2 separate regions of the Pan troglodytes genome follow, and region 2 is linked to region 1. Evidence: chromatin contacts called from public Hi-C data. All regions are on one chromosome and are shown on one strand. The core of a region is the stretch at or near the end of the contact, and the rest is flanking DNA. Distances in the headings are between cores, read along the strand shown.

Region 1 (6,299 bases), core at 1,890-4,389:
ACCTCTCAGCTCACAACTGTGGTAATAGTTTTGAAGAACCAAATAAGATACTCTGATATGATATTCTATTTTTGATTTGTCTATTCCAATTACATTCACAAGAAACCTATCCATCACTAGTAAAATTTCATTACATCCCCAAATCTAATGAGATCTATGAAAAAAATACAATGAAATCAATTTTATTCTTTTAAATAGCCTATTTTAATACAATTCATAATATTAAGAGTGAATATGTAGCTTTTTGGCTTGATTCTTATTCTATGCTATTTTTTAGTGATGCTTTTTTATTGTTATTCATGTTCTTAACAATGCTCTGTGTTCTTTAGAGGCAATTCCAAACACAACTTTAATTTTTGAAAGTGCTCAGACATTTGAAAGTCCTGCGTGTGCGTGCGTGTGTGTGTTATGTATGTATATATTTATAGTTTCAACAGAACCATTTGCTATTGTAAATAAGGAGACTAAAAATGTACTTTGAACTAAAAATTTCCATACTTATATGTATATATGATTTAGATTCTAGAGTTTTGTTATTGTTTGCTTTGTTTTGCCAGACTTTAAGCTACTCCTGATATATAGTACCTGGAAAAATATTTCCTTTCCACTAAGTTTTTGGTCTTTAGGTGGCTTTTAAAAGTTTCTACGGAACCTTCAATTCCACAAAAAGTTATCCTCACTGCAGCATGAAAAGGCACAACTTTGATAATAAATGCCTAAAATCCCATAGTTTGTAAGAAAGTAGAAAGCAAGTTTCCTAAAGTGTTTTTTTCAGTCATATCAGCTATTACTAAGAATTATAAAACTTCTTGATAAATTTTTTCTATTCTAATTAATTGACTTTTAGCTAATTAAAAAATATACGGGTTTGTATTTTTTGCAAAATTATACAACTATATTACAAAATTGAAAGAATTTGGTTTTTTCTCCATGTGCTTGATTTTTGGGAAATCATATAACAAGCCAAGGTAAAGCAATTATTTAAAAAACCCACAGCAGAAAATTTCACCTTTATTACATATCCTTATATTACATTTGCAGTAAGGAGTGCCACCTTTTGAACTTTAGGTTTCACATATTCTGAACTTTGTTGTAAATAGGAACTGTAATGTTATATAATCATCTTTTTGTGTCAATATACGTTTTCCCTCTAGTTGGTCAGAAGTGATGGCTTGGCATACAACTTTTTTCATTTTCTTTTATTCTTCACAATTCTTTTCTAATTCAACTTAAGAGTAGAGTCCACCAATCCTTTTAATTGAGATCGACAACTAAAGATTGCTAACCAAATCCGAATGTATTCCTCTATGACAAACTGCATTTGCAGAATTTTTAGAGGCACTCCCGAAGTTTTAAGAGGATGTTTATTACACGAGTCTGTAGGGCAACATTTCCAAGTTGGTACACATAAACGAAAGAGGAAACGATAGTTAAGGAAATCCTGTTCCAGGTTTTCGGGCAGCCCGAGTGATTGACACATGATATCACCGGAGGCGTGTCCCGGAGTGGAGGTGGAGGTGGAGGCAAGGAGCTGAAATTCCGCGGAGCCGGAGTGAGACCGCTCTGTAAAGCACGCAGTGGTTTGCAGAGTGATTATCAGCTTCCCTGCCCTGGATAAGGAACAGCTACAGTCGCTGTTAAATGTGCCTGAAAAGCAATTTGCAATCTTTGCATTAGGTAAGTACCGTTTCCTTCCGTAGACATTTTAGGAAAGATAAGGTGAGAAATGTTGACTTTTGCAAGGAACTGAACATTTATTTATTTGAACTTGCTTTCCAGCTAAGGTTACTGGTTGCATTTCAAAACACCGGTAGCATTCCCACTGCTAAAACTAATGCTCTTAAAGTAAATGCTACCGCTAAAAGAAAAAGCAGGGTCCCTTTCACCTTTCCTTAACCGAACAGTAGACGTTTAAAGTCTGAAACGATCGAATTTGTGAAACACAGAGCCGTTAATGCCTTTATGCGAAGAGGGGCTAGCACTCGGTGTATGGACCAAATGCGTGTTTGTTTAGGCATTGTTGGCGACCGAAGCCCGAGCGAAGCATTGGTTTAAAACCTGAATTTCCCGTCTCTGTGTATTGATTCCTAACGCGCAGAGGCGTTGCTTGAACGTTGTTTGAACTCCTAGGCATTCCAGGGGGCAAAAGCACCTCGGCAAAAACGTGCAGGACTGCATGTTACTTTGGTTCGCGGCTGACACGCCGACTGTGCGCCGGCCTGTCAATCACTGGGAGCAGCAACAGGGAGCACATGGCAACGGGCTGCGGGCGAGCTGGCCAGCGGCCCGCCCCGGGTCCCAGCCTTTCGAAGAAAGGGACATTCACAAGCTTCTATCTCTAATTCTGTGTCGCAGGCATTTCGGCCGTGGAACCCCAGGCTCGGAGGACTGGGTGTGAGCGCTGCCCGGGAGAGGCTGACCTGCCGGGACCGGAGTGCCCGGGGACGCTGTGCCCCCACTTGCCCAACGTGCGGAATCGGCTAAGCGCGTCGGCCTGCGCGGGGGACAAGGGACGACGCCCGCCTTTCTCTCTTCGAGAAGGATCCCCAAACCTCACTCTCTTCACTCCTCCCCGCTAAAAAAAAAAAAAAAAAAAAAAAAAAAAAAAGGGTAAAAAAATCCCCCTCCCCCTCCTGGCCGCGGCAGCCTCTGCCTGGCAGGCGCGTGCTCCGAGGTCTCGCCGGGGTACTGCGCGGCTCCGTGATCCACCCGCCGACGCCGGTTCGGGCCCCGACCCGGGCGCTGCGGAGTCTCGAACGCCCGTGACGTGGATTTTTCGCTCGTCAGGAGGCCGCCATCCCTTCCTTCGTTCCTTGCGAGGAGCGACTAGAACCCGAGTTCTCTGAGCACACCGTGCCGTCAGCTGGCCCGTCACGCACTCGACTCCGCCACTCCCCTACTTGTTTTTCTGAGACTTGGGGAGCCTTCCTGAAAGGATTTGTAAAAACTGGTTCTTGGAAAGGGGCTGCAGGAGAAGACCTCCCGAGGTGGATGTTACTGAGCCGCCCGGCGAGCACCAGCCGTGAGAGGTCCGGGCCCGGCCGCGCGGAGCCGCGGGAGAACTGCCCTCCGCAGCCGGAAGGGGGCCGCGGGGAGCGCTCCTGGCCGGTGGCGGCGGGGGCGGGGGAGGCCGCGGGCCGAGGCGCTCCAGCTCCGGCGATGCCGCCTCGCCCTCCCCGCCGCGGTTGATGCGGCACGTGCACGCCGCCGCCCGCACCAGGACCTGGGCCGGGTCGCACGGCTTGGCCCCCGGCCATCGCTTCGGCTTAGGTGAGTGTGTGCGGCGGCCGCCCTCGGCCCGCTGGGCTGTAGGCGCGCGGGCGGGGCTCGCTCGGCGCGGCAGGTGCGGACTCGGCGGCGCTGCTGCCCGAGCCAGGACTCCGGGAGAGGAGGGGAGGGGAGGGACGACCTCGCTCGGCGCGGCCCCTCCCGCCGCTCCCTGCCCCCTGGGGGCGGCGGCTTCTGGGGGCTCAAGGTTGGGTGGCGGGGTGGGCGACGGTCCGCGGCTGCGGAACGTAACAGGACAGGGTCTCCTCCATCCCCGATTACCCGGAGCGGCGGCGCGGTGGCCCAGGTTGTTCTCTCGGAGAGCCCTTCACGCCCAAGGGGGATTTCAGGCGGCTCTGGGGATGTCCCCGGGGGCCCTCTTTGGAGGAGTGTGCGTCAAGCAGGGGGACGACAAAGGCTGTGTGTGTGCGTGTGTGTGTGTGTAGGCACATCTCCGGAATTCGCCGATTATCCCCTCGATAGAATTAGGCAGCCCCAAAGCCAGCCGCAACTTTCTTCTGGTTTGGAGCTCAGTGCAAAGACAGGGGAAGGGAGAGGGCACTGCCACTTTAAAAGTGGGGAAGTCGGCCGGGCGCGGTGGCTCACGCCTGTAATCCCAGCACTTGGGGAGGCCGAGGCGCGCTGATCAACTGAGGTCAGGAGTTCGAGACCAGCCCGACCAACTGATGAAACCCCGTCTTCACTAAAAATGCAAAAATTAGCCGGCCGTGGTGACGCGCGACTGTAGTCACAGCTACTCGAGAGACTGAGGCGGGAGACCCGCTTGAACCCGGGAGGCGGAGGTTGCAGTGAGCCAAGGTCGCGCCACTGCACTCCAGCCTGGGAGACAAAGTGAGACTCCGGCTCAAAAAAAAAAAGTGGGGAAGTCCGCCCTCCTGAGCTCATGGTAACCTCAGCCTCCTCCCCTCCTCCTACCAGAGAGAGGGAGAAAGAACTTGTTTTCATTCATAACTTTTTCCTTTTCCTTCTTCCGTCAACTATTTATTCAGTGCGGATTGCAGAGGGCGCAGCTCCACCGTGGTAACTTGCAATGTGGCCGCCCCTGCGCTGGCTGCTTTCTCCTCGGCCCTCGGTGAACCCAGCTTTTCCTTTAAAGCATAGACAAATCCTTGCTTAGGGTCAGCCAGACCGTGGGCTTGCTTTGGGCTCCCGCGTGGACGCTGAAGACTCTTCATGATTTGTCAGAAACCTTGGTGGGCCACGCAAAAAGTGTGTTGGAAATCCACGGTGATCCTTAGTATGGTGATGGGATTGTCCGAAAAGGTATTCTACTTCCATTCGCGTTTTCTTGGGGAAGGCAGTGTGCCGAGCGCGTGTGAGCGTGTTTGGGGCTTGTCCAAGACTGTCACTGCTTGAAAATGGGCTTTTCTTCGGATCGGAGGTGGCGAATTTTCTTTGCTTTTAATTTTTTTGTCTGGCAACTTCATTTCCCAGCCAGTATGAAGTTTGTTACAACTATCATTGGAAATGCAAATTAAAGTTGTGCCTGGTGTTATGGGTTACACTATTCAAATCCTCTACGGTTTTGTGAATCTGGCTTAGTACTTTTAGCTGCCTTTTGCTTTGAAAGCACTGAGTTAAGAAGTTCTTGAAGAAGAGGAATAATCGTGCAGGAGTCAGGATTAGATGTTGAGGACTCCAAGACTAAATCCCCGCAGGTTATGAATGTGTTACTCCTCATGCGCAAAGAAGGTGGAATAAAGTAGAAACTTGAGAGAGCTGAGTTGTGAAAACGAGGGGGAGCTCCAAGAAGTTAACATGTAAGACATAGTTTAGAGACATTAGTTTAGGAAATATAGGAAATGGACTTCTTTCTGCGTTATTCCTTAAACCATGTTTTTTGCCTCAGGTTGGTAGTGGAGAATGGACATTTCTTTTTCTTTTCATTCTTGAATTGGGTCGACTCTGTAGACTTTAGAAGGAATTTGTGTGAAAAATACTCTAGTTCACCACTGAAAGCAGAAACTTTCATCTTTGGTAGTTTGTGAAGAACACATTATAAATTAGAAATAACTTACTATTAGTATGGAAACACAACTGCTTATTTTTATCTGGATATTAGTGTGCTGATTTTGTTACAAGAAGCACATTGAATCAGAGTTGGCAGTGCGTTTGAAAATCAAGGTCTGTCATGTAAATACAGATTTTTAAATCAGAGGAAATACAGATAATTAAAACTGCCAGGATTTCCCTACACTGCGTTAAAGGCCTCACACTTATTTGTGCATAAAACTTACTTTGTTTTGTGAGTGAGCCCTTCAGCTTAAAAAAAAATCCTCTCAGGATTTCAAATATGAGTACCGTTGTATCATTCACTGGACTATACATTGAGTCTTGTGTGTGTGTGTTTGTAGCTCCAAAACACCAAGAATCGTTGTGTACCTGATACATTTATTTTTGCATCTCATAGATGAATAATAAGGTAGTTTTAAAATTCTGATTTATATAGAAAATTACCTATTATTTTGCGATTTCATTTTAGAGTCTCAATTTTTTAATTCCTTAATTTTTTTCATCATTAATCTAATGCATATAACAGCACACAACAAAAAGGCTGTAGCACCAAAGCCATTCTCAATTTCTTAAAAGGTAGACATTTTCCTTTATAGAAGCCACCTATGAACTGATAACTGAGCTTTCTTTAGATGAGAGTTATTCTCCTGCTTATACTCAGTATTCCCTGCGAAGGCATGCTCCATTTTAATTATTAGATTCACAAACAGGAAGGCATTACTTCCTCTTGATTCTGCTTCTTAAAAGTTGGAAAAACTTGTAATGTTTATGGCATGGGGTCTCTCGTTTATAGTCTTCCTCTATGATGTGGTCCCCAGCCTCTCCTAGAATTGGACTCTGGCCAGGACCCCAGCATCATTGTAATCCACTGATGAAGGAGGTCATTACTAGGCGGTTTAGGCAATTTGTGATTTGACAGGATTCCCCCCCCCCCTCAAAAATGCTTCCTGTCATTTATTTTCTGTGTTTTTTTCATCTTTGATTTCGTTTTAGGATTT
Region 2 (6,299 bases), core at 2,095-4,594, 300 kb after region 1:
AAACCCCAAATACCAAAAGGGGCAGAATATGCTAAATGTCAAAGCAGAGGTTGAAGGTGGTGGCTGAGAACAAACCTGAGTGGTTAGGAAAGGGTGGCAGTTAATGGCACCTAGAGATTAGCAAAATACTCTTCAGATGGGAGGCGCTCAATCAGTGTTTAGGGGATCTAGAAGAAGATTTGTTTTCAACGGAGAGAAATGAGATTCATAATATTCTCACTTTAAGTGTAATTTTAGGAGGAAATTCTACCCACAACTTTGAAATATTCTGGTGTATGTAATGATTGCTTTCTTTCTTCAGTTAGATCTATTTCCAGAACAAGGTTGCCACCTCTTACCTTATATTCTATTTCTTAACCTTGGTGCCTTTGAGGTAGACTTTGGAGAGTGGGTCTAATGTTGACAGATGGATAGAGAGGGGATAGATTCTATGAAAGACAAAGGACGAGGCCAAAACCACATGCATGGGAAATCAGAGCATCTCTGGGCATTATAGGAAAAAAGAATTTTGTACAGGGCTACATTATTAAAGGCCTGAGATGTTAATCCAAAACATCATTTAGTTTTCTGACTAAGAAATTGTGTTTCAAATAGTATCAAAGAAAACTAGATGAATTTCCCATCAAATTCTCTATTTTCTTTTTCTATCTCGAAAGATAACAAGATGCTAATTATCTCAATCTAGTCTTCAAAAAATTAACAATGCAAAGTTTAGTTTTATAAAGTGCTTATTCTCTAATAAATAGAAGTGGAATAATTAGTCATTAATTATTGGTAATACATGTTATTTATTCTCTTATTCTTTTAGTTTTAACCAACTATCATTGATTGAAAACATTATTTGATTCATGTTACTGTAATAAGCTTTAACATACTTCTGTTCCTTCCCCATACCCTCTTCCCCTGCCCTCCTCTCTACCTCACTTATCTCCTCTTTTCTATTCTCAATCAACTAATTATTCGTGGGAGCATGTACTAGGGGCAACATTACTTTTTTTTTTTTTTTAATGAAGTATCTAGGTCTTCACCATTTTCGACACAATGCTATATTTTTCGTACCATATGTTTTTTGAAATGCTTATAATGCTCTCTTTTGGTGAAGAGGATTTGTTTATGGATGTCATAAAGTCAAACACTACTCATGTCTCATGATAGTAATCACCACCAATACCACCGTAATAGTAGTAATCTTTGGGTTGAATGGGCCAATCAAATTTATAATCCGCTATACTTGTCTTCTGATCTTCACTAGCGTGGCTTTTGTGTGCTCATGGAAAAAACAGGGAATAAAAGCTTGGTAGTTTACATGCTGTTAAAATTAAGAAAACACGATTTAGTATTAAAAGAGGTAATGATTTAATTTTGGAGTTGCTGAGTTGAGCTCTGGTGGTCTGGGAAGCTCGGGGGAAAATTTAGATATTGCAGTAACAGATTTGGGTTGGAATATTTTGTGACTGCAATAGCAGATGCACTTATAGAAGGCTTTACAAATCCAAATGTTGCTTCATATGACCTTGGGACATGATGGATTTCCCAAGGCTCCAGATTTGACAATAAGTTTTCTATTTAGCCAAAACATGAAAATTCTTCTTCTTCACACGTTATTTAAAGAAAAGTGCTTAAAATTACATGGTATTTAAAATTTACTTAGTTGTAAAACCTATTAATAGAATATAAATATATGGTTTTTAAATCAGTACAATTAATTTGCAGGCTTTAGGTAGCTTAGATTAAGGTAAATATCTTTTATGGTAATTTTCCTGGAACCGTAAATATGACTTATGTGTCTCCATATCTTTGTTTCCACTGAAGACTTTGAAATAGCAATAATTGGGCCTTTTTGAGGACTTCTTGGGCCTTTTCAGGACTTCTACCAATTTGTTAATAGTATGCACCTTGGAAATTTTTAAGGATTCACCCAGACTTTAATAGTCACTGTTAATATATTCAAATGGTTTGAAAATTTGTGCTTGTAATATGATGATTTGAATTCTTGATACTGGGGCACTTTTGATTATCTTTGCACAGTGTGCATTTGCTTGTAATTTTTTTTACTTTGATGCACTGCTAATAGATAATATACCACACATTCTATGGATATGTGCTAGTTGACCCAATCAGAATAAATGTACAGGAACTCTGCTACATGGTAAATATAATTAAATACCATGAAAATGTCTTATTAACTTCTGTAATCTTTAAAAGTATGCAATAAATCATATTACTTGAAAAAACTTTATTTTTCAACCTATGATACTGCTTAGGGCCCTGTTCAAGGATGCATTTAAAAAACATGACAATTCTAAAAAATAAAATAAAATAGAAATTTTAACTGTTTGAATAATGGAAGGTGCACATTGACAGTAACTATTCATACTTTGTACCAAGATCTTAGTTTGACATAATTTTTTCAGCCTTGTTTGGATTTACAGTTAACCCTAAAAACATTAGTAAATGGTACCCACACTTTTAAATCATAAAAAGAAACCTAGATTTGTTTGCAGTTTTTTAATCTGTTGTTAATAAACTTGAAAGAACACAGCCCTGTCTAATAAACACATCAAACTAATGGGTACCAGAGCAGTTCAGAAGAGTGTTTGTTGTTTGGTGTTTAGGTTTCAGTCAGAATTAATCAACAATGGATGGGGCCTGCTGTATTTATTAGCAACTCAAATCCCTGTGATTTAATGCCAGATCCTTTGACTCATTCCAGTGAATGCTGGCAAGTTTACAGCACTGATACATACTTACATCCTCGGGTCTTTAAAAGAAAGGGAAAAATAGAGCCTAAAATCAGACCACAGGATTGGCAAGAATTTCCCGAGAGCCATTTTGAATTTAGCCCTATACAGTGAGCTTGTGAATAGGAAGCAATTGATTCAGGAACAGTGGAGCCTTTTTTTGCCTGAAGAAGCCTTCAGCTGTGCAGATGGCTTGCTGGCATAATCCAGTCTGCTTTTGTCTTTTATTTTATATATTAGGCTACTTTCTTCTCACACTTTATATTGCTTTTATTTTCTCTCTGTGCTCTAAGCCTCCAAATTTCAGGGGCAGGGAGAGGTTGCAAGGGTTTAGTGAGGGTGGCAGGACTATATGTGGAGTATTTCCCACAGATTTATGAGTTGCTAGTAAATCGCTGGCAATGCTGCCTGCTTGTCACAGTCAGCACTAGGGTGTTCTTTGTACAAAAGTGTCAACTTTTGAATGAGGACTCTGGAAACAGATGTAAAGATTAATCTTGAGAATGCATTTTTCTGAGGCCCTGAAAACGTGCCTACTTGTGCAATAGCCCTGGTTCTAGACATTTATTTTTCAAAGTGATCTCATTCCTCAGTTACAAAGACTTACATTCTTCACTGTTCATGTTCAGAAAATTCCACAGCCCTTAGCCATTCCTCCTGCTTCTCATGTCTGGGGGCTGCCTTTCGAGAGCAGATTATTTGTGGAAAGACATTATTTATCTGGAAACTGTTCAGTGAAAACTTGATGGAGTTGTTGTTACTCTAGGGACCGTCTATCTCCCTCGGAAGATAAGATTTGCCAATGCTTCCCCCCTACAACTTCCTATGGGAAGATAGCTGACTTTTGGCCTGATAAATAGTTTCACATTGGATGGGTTGTTGCCATCTCATGCATTCTTTTTCATCCTTCCCAGATATGCAATTTTCTCTCTTACTGTCTTGCTTTCGGTTGTATTGTCTTTTATCCCCCCTCTCATACGGAAGTAAATTTTGAAGAAGAAATATATGCTAAAATGGGTATTTGTTCAAGTTTTTCAATGTTAAATATTAGGATATGTCTCAAAGTGTTCTGAAATAAATCTGTGTATATAAAAAAAACATCGAGCATGTTAATCACATACCTCTGTTTTTCCTCTAGTTTTCTTCTACACAATGACATATTTTCTTTCGGCAAATAGAAGACTTTGTGGGAATGATGTAGAACATGGGTTTTTTTTTTTTTTGTATTGTAAATGTTCCACAAACAGAAAATAAATACCACAGAATCCACCATTTTGGAATGACTTGTTTGTGAGTCAATTGTCCTTGTTTCCCCTCCTTAAAAATTATATCTTCCATTTATATGGGAAACACATGTAGATATTTCCTCTTTTCTTATCTTTAAACAAGATTTGTAATACATTTCAGCTGAAGATTAAAAAGATCTGGTCCTCTAAACATTTGTATAAGATTAGCAAATGTGGCCGGGCGCGGTGGCTCACGCCTGTAATCCCAGCACTTTGGGAGGCCGAGGCGGGCGGATCACGAGGTCAGGAGATCGAGACCATCCTGGCTAACACGGTGAAACCCCGTCTCTACTAAAAATACAAAAAATTAGCCGGGCGTGGTAGCGGGCGCCTGTAGTCCCAGCTACTCGGGAGGCTGAGGCAGGAGAATGGCGTGAACCCGGGAGGTGGAGCTTGCAGTGAGCCGAGATCGCGCCACTGCACTCCAGCCTGGGCGACAGAGCGAGACTCCGTCTCAAAAAAAAAAAAAAAAAAAAAAGATTAGCAAATGTACTAACATACAGACTTTTTCACTGTTGTAATAATTTCCTATATACTCAGCACTTTTGTTTGTGAAGAACATTTATTTTGGTACTGCCATACTTTATTTTCTCATTGCACCTCTTTTAAATTGCATTTCTCAAGGGCATTATATGTAATGAGGAACTTGGCTTTCAAATGAAAAATGTTTAAATTTAGAAATGCAGATTTTTGACTAGAGATGGCAGAAGAATTGTGTTTATATCCTAGTTTATTTCCTGAACTAATAAACAACAATAACAATGATGAAAAACAGATAACAAAGGCCATCTGCAATAATACTGGGCAATAATTACACATACAAACCATAACAACAAAGTATAGGTACTCAAAACTATGAAATTAAGACCAAACTCAGAAAAGGCTTAGTGTACTGGCACATACATCCATGATCTCTGCAATAAGTATGGTGCTTCACAGTTTGGGAGTCAATCCTGAAAGGTCCAATCAAGGCTCTCTCTCTGGAATGCCAGAGTCTGGGGGTTTGGATAGGTCAGAGGAAGATCACTGAATTCAGGTTTACTCCACCGAGGAGGAGCAGGGTCAGGGTGGAAATTCAGAAGTGCTCAAATATACCATTTTTATCACAAGCAGGCTGACCACTAGGAAGGGAGAAGATAGAAGGTGAAGATTTATTAGGGAATTGCAGAGAGCTGAAGACTCATATGCTGGAGATGGCTCATACCTGCTCTCTAGAGCCGATGGATACATTTCCAAAGTTTGCAAATCAATTGTTAAACACAGCCATTATTAAAAATTACATTACAAACTTACAATAAATTACTTGAGAAACAAAGGCAATAAGTACTAAAACTCATCACACCTTAATAACGATACATTATTATTATCTATGCTCTTGAGGTTATTCCCATCGATTGTATCTGTCTGGTGAAAATATGATCTGAAAGTGAACTACTGTGCATCTCTTTCCAACCCTGTATTTGGTAATATATCACATTGGTAGCTTGAAAACAGCCATGGCGGGAGTATTTATATCATGAAAATCTGCAAATGCTGCATATAAATACTTGACTTATTGTTTTGTTTATTAATTAGAATTAAAGCGATGAAGAAAATGTTAATGATGCAGATTAAGAGTGTTGTGCCATGGCTCAAAAAACTGTGGAAGTATTCTTCTAGTATTTGAAACTATTGTCTGAAAGTTGCTCAAGTCATTGATGAAAGAATGAAGTTCTGAGATGCGCATCTTTTTTGTATCACTTTCATTTTACTTAGTAACATAAATGAAAGTATCACCAAACATTCATGTCAGAACACTTGTTCATTGCAACCATAGTTTGGGTATGAGTTTGGAAAATTCAAGAGAAGCATTCTGTGATAATCAATTGGCTGTATAGACTTTATAATCAATATTTTATATGTTGTAAATTGTGTGCTATATATGCTTTATATTAGCAAAATTTATTATGTCTATGTAAAAAATCTCAAGTATACAAAAATGTATGTGCATGTGTACATAAAAATGCATATATTATTTTTAGGACAGTTAGTTAAGCAATTACCAGCGCCCTATAGATGCCTTGCAGTGCATTGGGGAGATATCCTTTGCACTGCGTGTTGAGGGATGTAGATGGAAAGAATGGAGGTTTAGTAACTCAAATGCATGGATCATGTAGCTGGAGATACACCCAAGCCTCAGAATTAGTAAGAAAATATTTTGAAACAGTCTATTTGAATTCAAGATTTTTGCAGTACCAGTTTTCTGTCATTGTTATGCACTAAATTGTGTCAC

The links. A called contact is a pair of places that touch in the nucleus more often than the background predicts.
Region 2: a contact with region 1 is called in a Hi-C map of stem cell-derived neural progenitor cells, with 8 times the contacts expected there. The contact joins the enhancer-like site here to the promoter of SPRY1 in region 1. A contact is called at or near these places in 1 of 7 Hi-C or Micro-C datasets (stem cell-derived neural progenitor cells), 1 of 1 datasets of contacts at active chromatin or transcription factors (stem cell-derived excitatory neurons) and 1 of 1 other capture datasets (stem cell-derived neural stem cells).

The regions. Positions count from the first base shown.
Region 1 is chr3:124,570,693-124,576,991 of NHGRI_mPanTro3-v2.0_pri, forward strand. It overlaps SPRY1 (sprouty RTK signaling antagonist 1), which reads left to right and starts at 3,140. Exons shown (of 2, transcript XM_517428.8): 1 at 3,140-3,270; 2 at 6,295-6,299.
Region 2 is chr3:124,871,022-124,877,320 of NHGRI_mPanTro3-v2.0_pri, forward strand. The region is part of intron 5 of LOC104006192 (a long non-coding RNA gene); the gene reads left to right. Among named protein-coding and RNA genes, the nearest start is that of TRNAC-GCA, 190 kb to the left of the region's middle. Within about 2 kb of position 3,345, at least 10 of the 24 cell types and tissues checked have an H3K27ac peak or open chromatin away from gene starts, as enhancers often do. A contact at or near this core is called in stem cell-derived neural progenitor cells, where this site is marked.